3 separate regions of the Mus musculus genome follow, and regions 2 and 3 are each linked to region 1. Evidence: chromatin contacts called from public promoter capture Hi-C data. All regions are on one chromosome and are shown on one strand. The core of a region is the stretch at or near the end of the contact, and the rest is flanking DNA. Distances in the headings are between cores, read along the strand shown. Region 1 holds the start of 4930590A17Rik (RIKEN cDNA 4930590A17 gene). Region 2 holds the start of Rwdd2b (RWD domain containing 2B). Region 3 holds the start of Map3k7cl (Map3k7 C-terminal like).

Region 1 (4,056 bases), core at 547-3,046:
CAACGGAGCTGTGGACACTGTAAAGTACATAGAAAGGTGCCAGACTCTGGCAGACTCCTTGTGCACAGCAGTTTCTTAGTTTCTGTGGTTGTAAACTCTTGGGAGATCAGATCAGGGAAAGCCTTCTGTTTAGAAGCTAATTATTTCATATTTAAGATAGTTAAATTTGAAAATGTCAATTGGAAATTTGGGAAGAAAGGCAACTTCGGCTAAGTTTATTCAACTGTCTTCATTGTTGAGGAAACTACAGTAACTTCCCTCAATCCCTCTGCTTTCCATTAGTAGTTTTGCTGCACACACATTGTGAGGCCCAGGCCCGCTGTTAGGTAGTTTAGGCATCAGTTGGTTTCAGCCTTCTGTCAGTGAAGTTCAAGTTTGGCAAGGTGCGAAAGCATGGGGCGGTGCAACTGCAGGGTTGGCTTGCTCTTCCCAGCACGTTCTAACCCTTGTAATTAGAAATGCTTTGAAAAGTTAAGAAAGAACCTTCTTGCCCATATCGCCAGTTTCTGTGGAAGGAATTTTGAAAGCCGAAACGATTTTAATTCCTGCGCATCTGGACATAACAATCCACAGAGGGGTGAAGCTTAGTGAGGTAGTTCCTACAGGTGAGCTACAATGTCAGCAGGAAGCAGGGGCCCTTTACTCTCTGCGAGAGATTAATTTATGGTGCCTTTTGCAGCAACTAGGTGTACAGAAAGCAGTACAGGAAAATTGTTTTCTTTCCCTTTGCTTCTCCGTGTTCAGGCTTCCTAGCAAACAGACCTTGTAGTATAAACACCACATGCTTGTACATTAATTGGAATTCACTGTAGTATTGCATTATGACTCATAAACAATATAACATAATGCTTGTCAAATACAGTGAGGATTTTTGAGAATGATTTTTTGAATAAGTTTATAATCATAGGAGTCCAGCCAATTTTCATATTGTTTATGTAGTTTTACTGAAAAAAAAAATGTTAAAATTCAATTTGTAATTTTAGTCTAAAACAGCAAAGTACAATATGAAGCTTTATTATTTTTCTTCTTTGAATTAGGTGACTGACAGACTTATGAAGAAACAAATTAATATAATGTTATTATTATTGATGCCTTCGTCCAATCTTTTAATGCCATTCTGCCTCTCTGCTTGACTTTAAGTAGTAATTTAAAAATATAACTCACAGCCTGCTACTGTTGTAAATGGAAATGCTTTGAAAGGTTAAGAAAGAACTGTCTTGCCCATATCGCCAGTTTCTATGGAAGGAATTTTGAAAGCCGAAAAATTGTGTTATAAAAATTGATGCTTACCATCTAACTTAACAAAACTGCTATGTTCAAGGGAGGATTTTTATTTATTTATTTATAAGAGCCCATGTTTGCCAAGTGCTTTAAAGTAAAGCAGCTGTACTCAGGATTATTGTGAAATAAATTTATGTTAAAAAAAAAAAACTATCAAACAATCCTTAGCATTCAAGAGAGTTCAAGACTCATGTGTATGTCCTGATTTTGGAGAAAATTAATACATTCAAGTTAACTTTAATGGAAACCAATGCAGAGAGTGAATTTTAAATATTCATTTTCAGGCTTGGTGAAACCTGCCAATTCCTGGCTGTGCCCACCAAGTGAACACACGAGTGTGAGTGTACGAGCTGCAGATCCCTCCTCCAGATGACTGTGATTTACACTAAATTCTCTGAACCAATGGTGCAAATATCGTTTGATGGCTTTTGTTCTAGATTTCACTTGAAACGAAATGGACCCGGTAGAGGTCAATGTGGTCTCAGCAGTTATTGCCATGGCAACAAGAACTGGTTGTTAGAAGGTTGGACAAAAGAAGAGGAGAAGTAGAAAAAAAAATCAACAAAGGCCCAAGTCAGCAACAACCTACTTACTTGATCATTCTGAGTAAGGATGGATCTATGTTTTACCAATAAATGTTGAGATTATCAATATCATGAAGTTTCTGTCTTAAAGATACACAATTTTTCTTGGATTCTCCACATAAATGGTCCATTATATATCAAATGCCAAATATGCCTGTGTATGTATGTATGTATGTATGTATGATCTGTCACTTAGAATTAGTAGCTCCATTTTTGGTTTGAGTCAATTCATACAAAGCAATGATTAATCGGGATCCAACTTCTTATTTAAACTACTGATTAGATAATTGAGTCATAACTTTACTTGACTACGAGAAACAACTGAATGTCTCAAATGATTGCAGTTGCCTTGCCCTAACCTCGCACTAGAGTTTACTGTCTGGAGAGACTGCTCAAAGCTACTCCTATAAATCCTCATATCTTCCTCATGCAGGCCCTTCCCTTGAGTGTAGTGACTTGGCTGTTCATTTTAAACACGTGCTCGGGGAAAATTGGACAGTGTTTGATTATTTATATTCTTAATCCCATTTTCTTTAAGATGCTGATCATTTTCTGACTGCTTATGTGACCAGAGAGAAATATTTAATTATTCTATAGGATGCCATATTTAATATAAAGACTAAAGTAGTTTTATGTTCTATGCCATGATGTGATTTCAGTGTTCTCATGATAGATTTAGAGAGTGTCATATGGGGACAGAGGTCTTGCCAGTTGCTTCATAGAAAAGACACTATGACCTAAGGGCATGAGAGATACTGAATAGGTTGAAATTTTTTCATCCATGATACCATATTGAATATACTAAACTACCACATGGTGAGGGAATGTTGAGTTTGGTTCCCTCTGTGTTATTTATCCATGAAAACCTCATTAAGTGCTTGCCAGTGGCACCTATTTTGATAAATAGTTCTTCAAAGCAACCTTGTGCTCTTAGGTAACCTTCTAGTGTTAGATGTTTGAAAACGGAAGCTGGAAAATATTTAGCCACTGAAACACAGCGATTCCACACAATGAAGTCACATGTGGCTGTGCTTGAAGCAGAGTTTGGACAACTTATAAAATTCTCTATTAACTGTATTTCCATGACTCAAGGTTCTGGACTCCAATATCCATTACTTCTGATAGTAAAGCTGAATTAAAATCACACAAAGGATCAAATGTGATGTGTGTATAAACATTTCGAAAGCTATAAAGTACTAAGTAAATGTCAGAATTAGAGAGCATACAGTCTAAAACAAACCCAAAATGTCATTTATTTATTTATCTAAAATTTTTTTTGAGACAAGTGTCCTGTGACCCAGGCTTCCCTTAAACTCAATATGTAGTTGATCCTCATTTTCTAATTCTCCAGCTTTTACCTCTTGCAGGTTGGGGTTATGGTCTTGTGTCACCATAGATGGTTGTATGCATAACTGGGACTGAGAAGCACCACACAAGCCCCAAGTGAGCTAGGTAAGCATTCTCCAAATGAGCTCTATCCCAAGCCCTCCTAATGCTAACTTTGGAAGGAAATTGCTTCTTTACTCGTCTCTGAATCAAACTTAAGAATGGTCTATGCAGGAAAGTGAATTTTGCTAGTTATTGCCAGTTTGAGTTTTCTGTATCATCAGTCACTCAGAAAATTTTATAGCCACTTTGATGTATTAAATAGATTTTGGGAAATAAACTTAAGCACCTTGTGGATTCTGTCTGCTGAATCAATAAGTCATGAAACTAAGACTAGTGTATCCTTTATCCTGCCCGGTAATCTGATTCTATTGATCCTGAAAATGTGAATTCCGATTAGAGACACACAGCAGCCTTTCCCCACTTCAATAAGAGTAAATAAATAGTAATATGATTTTTAGGCATTTTCATAAGGGCTAATTTATTTAAAGAACAAGGCTGAGAAGCAATCAGTGTAGGAGTCAATTGTTCTGATCATGCTTTACTGAGGAAATATAAAGTTGATTGGAAGGAGCTGTGACTAAGATCCTAGAACCCATTTAAAGCTAAGCTAGAAGGTCATGCAGCATGATTGTCCAGATGCCAAAACCCTCCTTCTCTGGAGTGTATTCTAGGAGATCGCTTGAGAAGTCAAGAGGAAATCTGACAGAGAGCAAAGACCAAAATTCCATACTGAAAGGGGAGGAAATGCAGCTCGATTTCCCTCCTCTCTGCCAGGAGGGAATGAACTCAGTGCAAACAGCAG
Region 2 (4,056 bases), core at 972-3,471, 470 kb before region 1:
ATGTATGTCTGAAGACTGTGTATGTGCCATACATAGGTGAGAAAAGGGAATTGAACCCCTAAAACTAGAGTTAGAAATGGTTGTGAGCTACCATGTGGTTGCTGGGAATTGAACCTTGGTCCTCTGGAATTGTGACTAGTGTTTTTTTTTTTTTTTAAGAATTATTTATTTTATGTATATGAGCAGACTGTGGCTGTCCTCAAACACACCATAAGAGGGCATCAGATCCCATGTGGTTGCTGGGAATTGGACTCAGGGCCTCTGGAAGAGCAGTTTATGCTCTTAACAGCTGAGCCACCTCTCTATCCCCCATTTAGTGGTCTTTAAATGGAAGAGCCAGGTAGATGTGTTGGCTCATTCAGAAAGCTAGAAAACTGTAGGTTCAAAGCCAGCCTGGGCTATAGAGTGAGACAAAACACAACAATAAACGGTGAAATAATGTACAGGGGGTGGGGGAAGGCCACTCCTTCCACAGCTCAGGCAGCCCCTTTCACGGTTGAAAGGCCCGAGCTTAGAAAGCTGAATCTGCAGAAGAAAGTGAAAGTATGGAGAGGTCATCCTCTATCGACAGCTTCCGCCCTTCTCTACCTACGTCCTGCATCCAAGGCAGTCTTGATGGTTCACATCAGAACACTACAGCTGCTGGCCAGGCATGGCGGCACAAGCCTTTAGTCCCAGCACTCGATTTAATTGAGGCATTGACTCAGGACACAGAGGCAGGAAGATGTGTGTGCAAGGCCAGTCTGGTCTATATTGAGTCTTCCATACCTGCTAGGGTTACACACTAAAGTTTAAAAAAAAAAATAGGAAGGGAAGAAAGAACTTAAGGAAGAAACTAGTTTAAGAAATATATGTAAACAAACAAATATTATAAAGCCGTTAAAATAAACACTGTGGGTGTTTGTTTGTTTGTTTGTTTGTTTTGGAGACAGGGTTTCTCTGTGTAGCCCTGGCTGTCCTGGAACTCATTCTGTAGACCAGGCTGGCCTCGAACTCAGAAATCCACCTGCCTCTGCCTCCCAAGTGCTGGGATTAAAGTGCTGCCTCCCACTGCTGGCTGCTAAAAGAAACATTGTTACTAATGTTCATGAATGGCTACCTTAAAACTGTAAAGGAAACAACAAAACATTGTTATAATTATCGGTTGTCACCTTTTTACAGAGTTTTGGATCACAGCCAGGGCCTGGTACCTGATCACACGTACATGAGAAAAGTCAGAAAAGGAATGTAGCAAGCAGTTGATAGTCAATTCAACAAAACTGAGAGATGGCTTCTGCGTCCTAGTTTATACACCTTCAGACTCTACACAAAAGATTCAGTCCCCATTTCTAAACTGGGAAGAATATGGCTGATGTGAAAACTGGGTAAGAATGTGTGGCCAGTCAGGCAGTGGTGGCACATGTCTTTAGTCCCAGCACTCAGATGGATCTCTGAGTTCAAGGGCAGCCTGGTCTACAGAGTGTATACCAGGACAACCAGGAAGGGATACACGGAGAAATCCTGTCTAGGAAGAACAAAAACAAAAACGTGTGGCATCAATGCTTAAAAAGATGGGTGGATTGCCAGCTGTAGTAGCACAGGTCCTTAATTCCAGTACTTGGGAGGCAGAGGTAGGGATTATCTCAGTGAGTCCGAGGTCAGCCTGGTCTACATAGTACACTGAAAGTTCTTTGCTAAAGTTACATGGCTTCAGTAAAATTTGCTTAGCTTTAGAGAAAATCTCATTGAGGTAGGGGCGGGTCATTCATGTTTCCGTGTGTACACATATACATACACACGCACAGAGATACACACACACACACACACACACACATGCCTTTGTCTCCGGAGAGCTGAGAGAAGCCACAGCCCCCATAGGATTATTTAAGGAGCTAAACCTAAACTCAGGTACCCAAGAGTTAACGCAGATACCCCGCACGCAGGCGCAGAATGTGGGCGGAGCCAGGAAACACCGAAGACGGTTCTGACCAATGGGCGGAAGTGCTGCTCCAGCGACCGCCCATTCGAGCCCCCATGGAAACATGGCCTTCATTCCGCTTAGCAAGGGCATCCAGTGCCACACTCACCCAGAGCTGGGGCTCCCGCACTGGCGACACCCCGGGGCCGGACGCGCTCGCAGCTCAGGTCTCACCCCAGAGAGAGAAAGGGAACGGCGCGATCTTTGAACCCTTCTTGCGGGAAGCCAGCGAGCGCTTTGCGGGCCGGCGCCTGCGCGTGAGGACGCAAGTCCCGGAAGCAGGAAGCTCCTCTCTTCTTGCTTAGCGTTCACGTCTGGAGCAGCGAAGGGGTGCTTTGACCCCCGCCGGTTGCTTTCTGGTCCTGGTTTTTATTCTTAATATTTCACCATCCCGGACTCATTGTCTTCCTGGGGACCGGGGCTGTGGCGGTGATACAGGACTGGCAAGGAATGCCAGCCAGCAGACAAAGAACAGATCCTCTTCTGCAGGTGGCAGGACTTTAATGCCTAATGCGTCTAGAAAAGAAGTATTTAATAGCTGACAGTCTTGTCATTCTCTTTTCTATACGTGACCCGTCCCTACAGAGAGAGAGAGAGAGAGAGAGAGAGAGAGAGAGAAATTCCAGGCTTAGGAAAGTGTTTGGTAGTTGCATTTTAACTAGGCTAGAAGTAAAACTCTGAGAGATTAAGTATGGTCTTAATCTCTTATTCCTACCTAACAACACTTTCCTAAGTAAGTGCTAGAGAAAAGCTCGGGGTCTCAAACAGGCCACCACTCCAACTGACGCCCCCGGGGACAAGGCAAACTTTAGTTGATCAAGTGGGCGCTCTCAGGAAAACGTGGACACAGATAGGAAATGCATTTGGTTTTGTTGGTGGTTGGCTGGTTGGATTTTTTTTATGAGGCAGTGTTTCCACGTGTAGCCTTGGCTATCCTGGAACTCTCCCTGTCGGTCAGGCTGGCCTCTGCCTCTGTCTCCACCGCCTACCAATGCATTTGGCTTTTATTTTAGCTCAGGTGGTGACTGCCTTTCCCCACTAGTTGGTGCCATACCTGGAAGTCTTAATTCAGTTTAGCTAGTCTGAAAATAATTGGTACATAGAACATGAAGGAGGGGGCGGTGGTGCACACTTTTTAATCCCAACGTGAGGGAGGCAGAGGCAGACTCAGGCACAACTCTGAGTTTGAGGCCATCCAGCCTGGTCTACAGAGTGAATTCCAGGATAGCTAGGATTACACCGGGAAAAAAAAGAGAAGGAAAGCGTTAGGGAAAAGGGTCACTGTTTTGAGGAGAGAAGGGTTACACTACTCTAGGTGATCAAATTACTGGGAAAGAGGGCTTTGCCATTTGTGTAAACAGGTTTAAACTGGAGGGCAGCGTCAAGCCTTAACGAGGTGGGAGAGAAAACTATTTGAATTCCTTGTTGGTTCTAAACACAAGTTTTATGTTATTTGCTAGGAGATGCATCTGATATTTCTTTCAGCAGGTTTGTTAATCATCAAATTAATGTGAAGCTTGCTGTTGTCCCTTCTTCAGGAGCCTTGCAGGCTGTGTTGAGTGGAGCCAACATAGGTCCACTGGAGCCATTGTTAACTGAGAATGTGGGCAGATATGGATTAGACAGTGGTGGAGATAATTCCAAATCCTGGGTTTCTAGAACCTTCCCTCTTGTGGCACTTCTTGTCTCTAAACCAGAGAGCAGTAAGACACTAAAATCGTGAGCAGGTAACTAATGTTAACCACCCTGGCTTTAAGTGGTCTTGGCTGGTAACCACGCTGGGAAGAGCTGTCAGTTTATCCCTGTTAATAAAAGGACAGAGAAAGGGGCTCCAGCATGAAAGTACTGCCTTATCCAACCATATACAATCCACTCTCTTTTCCTTATCCAACCATATACAATACACTCTTTTTTCATTTCTTTAAATCATTTTAGAAATGATTTATAAACACTTATTCATTGATAGTAGTACACACAACCTTTCAGAACTGGAAGAAAAAAAAAACCCATAAAGACAATATTTTATAGCAGCTCTCTAGCCCCATCGTGGATGTTTTGTGTTTTTGCCAATTCAATTACATAAGGACTTTTCCCTCCAG
Region 3 (4,056 bases), core at 484-2,983, 360 kb before region 1:
CTCAGGCATCTTTGATCTTGGAAGGGGCAGCCATGAGTGTTATAGCCCGTGTCCTGGGAAGCCCCCAGGATTACTGACATGAGTCTGGGATACAGAGATGATGCCTCTGTCAGGTACATGATCACAGAAGGAGATGCGTTCCATGTATTTAATATGAACTGTCACTTTAAGAAAGGTCTGTTTTTCATCCCTAACTCCAGATGCTAGCAGTTACTGATAACTGTAGCAACATCAGTGTCACCACCAGCCCCTCTCAAGGCAGGCCTAGGGGCCTGATGTGGGAGTCCCTAAAGATATGGTATTGCCTTCCTTTTCATTGTTTTGGCGAAGGACTTAAGAAAGTAAACTTGTAAGTCTGAAAGATGAATTTGGTCTCTCATGGCTTCAAAGGCTACACTTGGTCCCATTGCCTTTGGGCCCGTGGTGAGGCAATTTATCATGGAGCACGTGATGTAAGAAAACTGTACCCATCAATACATCCAGAGAGCAAAGAGAGAGTAAGAGGAGGGGGCTGGACGCTAATATCTTTAAAGGCATACCTCCAGTCACCTAAGTGGGACCCCCCTCACCCCAAAGTTTCCATCACTTCAAAGTCATGCTGTGGACAGCAGAGCAAACCTTCCATGCATAGGCCTTTGGATGGCATTTAAAATGCAAGACACAATTACTGACTTGCATTCAGCACATAAATGATGCACTACTTTGACTTCTTTGAGGCTGAGTGTATCACCCAGGATTGTCATGTGAACCTGGATGCTAGACCATGGAACAGCCTGCCATTGATGGATCACATGATAAAAATATGTTTGGTTTAGTAAGAAATGATCAAATTGTATTCTAAGGTTCTTTTATCCTTTTGTATTCCCACTAGAAGTGAGGGAGAGCTAGCATTCTTCTCCATATGTACTTCATCGCTTGTGTTGGGATGTGAGCCCTGGGAACGGGTGCCAGGCAATGCCCCATTATTTCTGTCTGTGGCTCTCTACTGACATGAAAGCCAACCATCTTTCCATAGGTTTACTGGCTATCTGTTTACCTTTGCTGAAAAGTGTCTGTTGAGAACTCTCGACCTCTCCCCCTTCCTCCTCCTCACTCCCCGACTGGACTGTTTCCCCTCTGTCCAGTTTTAAGTTTTCTTCCCATATTTCGGATTCCCCTGTGCATTTCGCAAATATCTCCTTTCAGTTTGTGGCTTTGTCTTTGCATTCTCTTAACGTTATTTATGTTTAACTCTTTAACCTTAACGTCATGGTTCAGTTATTTTTAAATACCCAAGGCATCCAAGTTTAACGACTGTGAAGAGAAGTCGAAGGGATCCCGATGTTCCCGGTTGACCACTGACCCCTTTGGTGAGCGACTGCCGTGGTAGAGCGGATCAAGCCATCAAGCTCAGGACCAGCTCAACCTCAAACCTCACCTTCTTAATGGGATCATCACTGCTACGTTCCAAGAGGCAGCCAGTGGCCTGTCCAAGTTGGCTGGGTCTAGCTGAGCTGACATTTTTGCTGACTAGAGTCATGCTATCTTTGCCAGTTCGCTGGAATAGACGCAGACACGGATTGGGTCACCACGAAGACATTCCTGTCTTGTGAAGCAAGTCTGTTTGTATTTTAGGTTTGCCAGGACTAATGAATTAAAACATTTGGACGCTCTACAGCTTGCTGTTTATCAATGCTTCTGACAGGAGGAGGGTTTTTCTTTTGCTCTTGCTTTTTCTAGAAACATGACAACATCCTGGCTGTCGGAGTGGCAAGGAAAGGAGAGAGGGGCTATGCGAGGAAGCGGAACAGGGAGGTCCCGTGGGATGGGACAGTGGGGTCCGGGGCAGAGCAGGTAGTGTGCAGCCTGGGCAGCTGTCTCTGCTCCTCAGAGTGTCGGTGGCTGCTATGCAGCAGGTGCAGACTGCTCTCTCGCTGAGTCTTGACTGCACAAACTCAACGACTGGCCAAGGCAGTGGCTGGCCCTGGATTACACAAGCGCAGACTCTCAACTAAGTGAGGTAAGGCAGCAGGTGTGAAACCCAGCTAACCGCTCTGAGCACGGGCAACTTAACTGAGGCTCCGTTACAGTGGCCGGAGAAGGACCCAGCAGCTGCTTTCCCCGGGGAGGTGCGATGGAAAGGCAAGTTGTGGATGCTGTGTGGCACTCAAAATCTACCGGATCTGGACATCACCCTTTTCAAGACAGACAGGCAGATATTTTCTGTTGTCTTGCCCTTAGCTGTGTTGATCGATTTCATTCCTCTAGCTGGAAGCCAGAGCAGAGGTTTAGTAAACCCAAGAGGCAGATTCCCGTCTCCTGTGCTTCATTTGTTGATGCGGGAAAGTGGAAAGGGATGTGTGCACCTGAAGAGGCGCGAGCTTCCCATCCCTAGAAGTCACACTCAGGCAGACTGCGCACTATAGGTCTCCCAGAAGTAAGACTTTCCCTCTCGGCTACAACTCTCGGAGCTTCTGCTTGTTTTGTTCAACTTGAGACCATCTGTGCTCTTTCCTCAGAAACAGGTGGTTCCGAGAATACTGATACCAAGCAGAAGAAACTACACACAAATGTGCCAGAGGGTTGGTTTTGTTTTTTTTGTTTTTTTTTTTTTTGAAAAGCAAGAAGTCCCGTGTTAAGTCATAGCCATTTCAGGATTCTGTCCTTTTGTAACATAAAGTTATGTTGTCATGGTGTGTAGAATGTCCAGGGCCCAGAGCTATTGTGAGGAGTAACTTGGGCGCAACAGAATTCTAAGTGGCTCATAAACATTTGCTGTGCTTTTAAGCTTTGCTGGATGGCTAATAGAGGCCCGTTTTCTTTCAGGATGGTACCTCAGATGGTTCACAATGTATCTACATCTGAATGCACATATACAAATGTAGGCCCTGAACTTGCCCACACAAGTAATTGTAAAAACAAACCCCAGTGTTCTGGATACTATTTTTAGACACAGAAAAGCTATGGGAAAGAGAAAAAAAAAACCTGACCATGAGAAAATATTCTGCTACCGCAGTTCCCAGGACCCTGCCAAGGATGGCTAAAGACAGTATTTATATTTTGCCATTTTTGGAGACATTTTCCTTAAAATATCATGCAGGTTTTTTTTGGGTTTCTGCCTACATGAGATGAATAGGAAGGAGAGAGTTTAGAAGAGGCATGACCAAAAATAGAAATGTTAATATGGGATGTTTTCCACATATTGTCTCTAAGTTTATTAACTAAATAATAATAATTTAATAAATAGAGCCACACACTCATGGGATGCCTTTGGGTGTTTGTTTGTTTAAAGGAGGGCTTCATGTAGCCCAAGCTGGCTTTGAACTCACGATTTAGTAAATATTACCTTGGATCAGCTGATCTTGCTCCCTTCCATACATGCTGGTAATTATAGCTGTGTGCCCTATGGCCAAGTTTTGTTTTGGGTTCTAGCCTGCTGTTAAGCGGTGAAACCTTGGGCATAAGTGTTTGATAGATTTCTAGGTCATCAGATAGTTAAGAATGTAATTTTCCTACTACAAATATAATGTGGTGTAAAATGGTTTGGGTTTACCTTAGATAATATTCGTCCTTTACTACCTCCCAAACAACCTATCGTATTTAATTTAGGCTTTGTGTGTGTGCTTGCGTGTCTGCACGGACGTGCAGGTGTGCACATGCACATGGAAGCCACAGGCCAACCTTTGGAGTTATGCCTCTGGTTTGGTCTTCCTTGTTCGTTGAGGCCGGGTCTTTCACTAGTTAGTGGGGCTTGCTGCCAGTTAGGCCAGGCTAGTTGTCCCAGGGGCCTCAGAGATCCGCTTGTCTCTATCTCTCCATTACTGAGGTCACAAGCTCATACTGCCATGCCCCCAGATTTTTACAGGAGAATTGAGCTCAGATCCTTCTGCTGCATGGCAAGCATATTACTGGCTGGACTCTCTCCCCAGCCCCTAGGCATGGAAAAGCAGCTTAGTCTGAGGCCATCTGACAGTCTACTAAGACTGTATCATTTTAATATTGTCCCCAATTAAAAATAATAGGCGACCCTCAAAACCAAAATTCAACTGATCAATGGAATGCAATATTGAAACTATG

The links. Promoter capture Hi-C pulls out the DNA fragments that hold promoters and counts their contacts.
Region 2: a promoter capture Hi-C map of hippocampal neurons shows a contact between it and region 1, with 3 times the contacts expected there. The contact joins the promoter of Rwdd2b here to the promoter of 4930590A17Rik in region 1. A contact is called at or near these places in 2 of 39 promoter capture datasets (the 3T3-L1 cell line and hippocampal neurons).
Region 3: a contact with region 1 is called in a promoter capture Hi-C map of 3T3-L1-derived adipocytes, with 4 times the contacts expected there. The contact joins the promoter of Map3k7cl here to the promoter of 4930590A17Rik in region 1. A contact is called at or near these places in 14 of 39 promoter capture datasets (the 3T3-L1 cell line, 3T3-L1-derived adipocytes, HPC-7-derived erythroid cells and 9 more) and 1 of 9 other capture datasets (adipose tissue).

What each region holds. Positions count from the first base shown.
Region 1 is chr16:87,907,475-87,911,530 of GRCm38.p6, forward strand. It overlaps 4930590A17Rik (RIKEN cDNA 4930590A17 gene), which reads left to right and starts at 1,797. Exons shown (of 6, transcript NR_155304.1): 1 at 1,797-1,887; 2 at 3,233-3,317. The region is part of intron 15 of Grik1 (glutamate receptor, ionotropic, kainate 1); the gene reads right to left.
Region 2 is chr16:87,438,371-87,442,426 of GRCm38.p6, forward strand. It overlaps Rwdd2b (RWD domain containing 2B), which reads right to left and starts at 2,222. Exons shown (of 5, transcript NM_016924.2): 1 at 2,067-2,222.
Region 3 is chr16:87,551,597-87,555,652 of GRCm38.p6, forward strand. It overlaps Map3k7cl (Map3k7 C-terminal like), which reads left to right and starts at 1,734. Exons shown (of 5, transcript NM_144854.2): 1 at 1,734-1,999.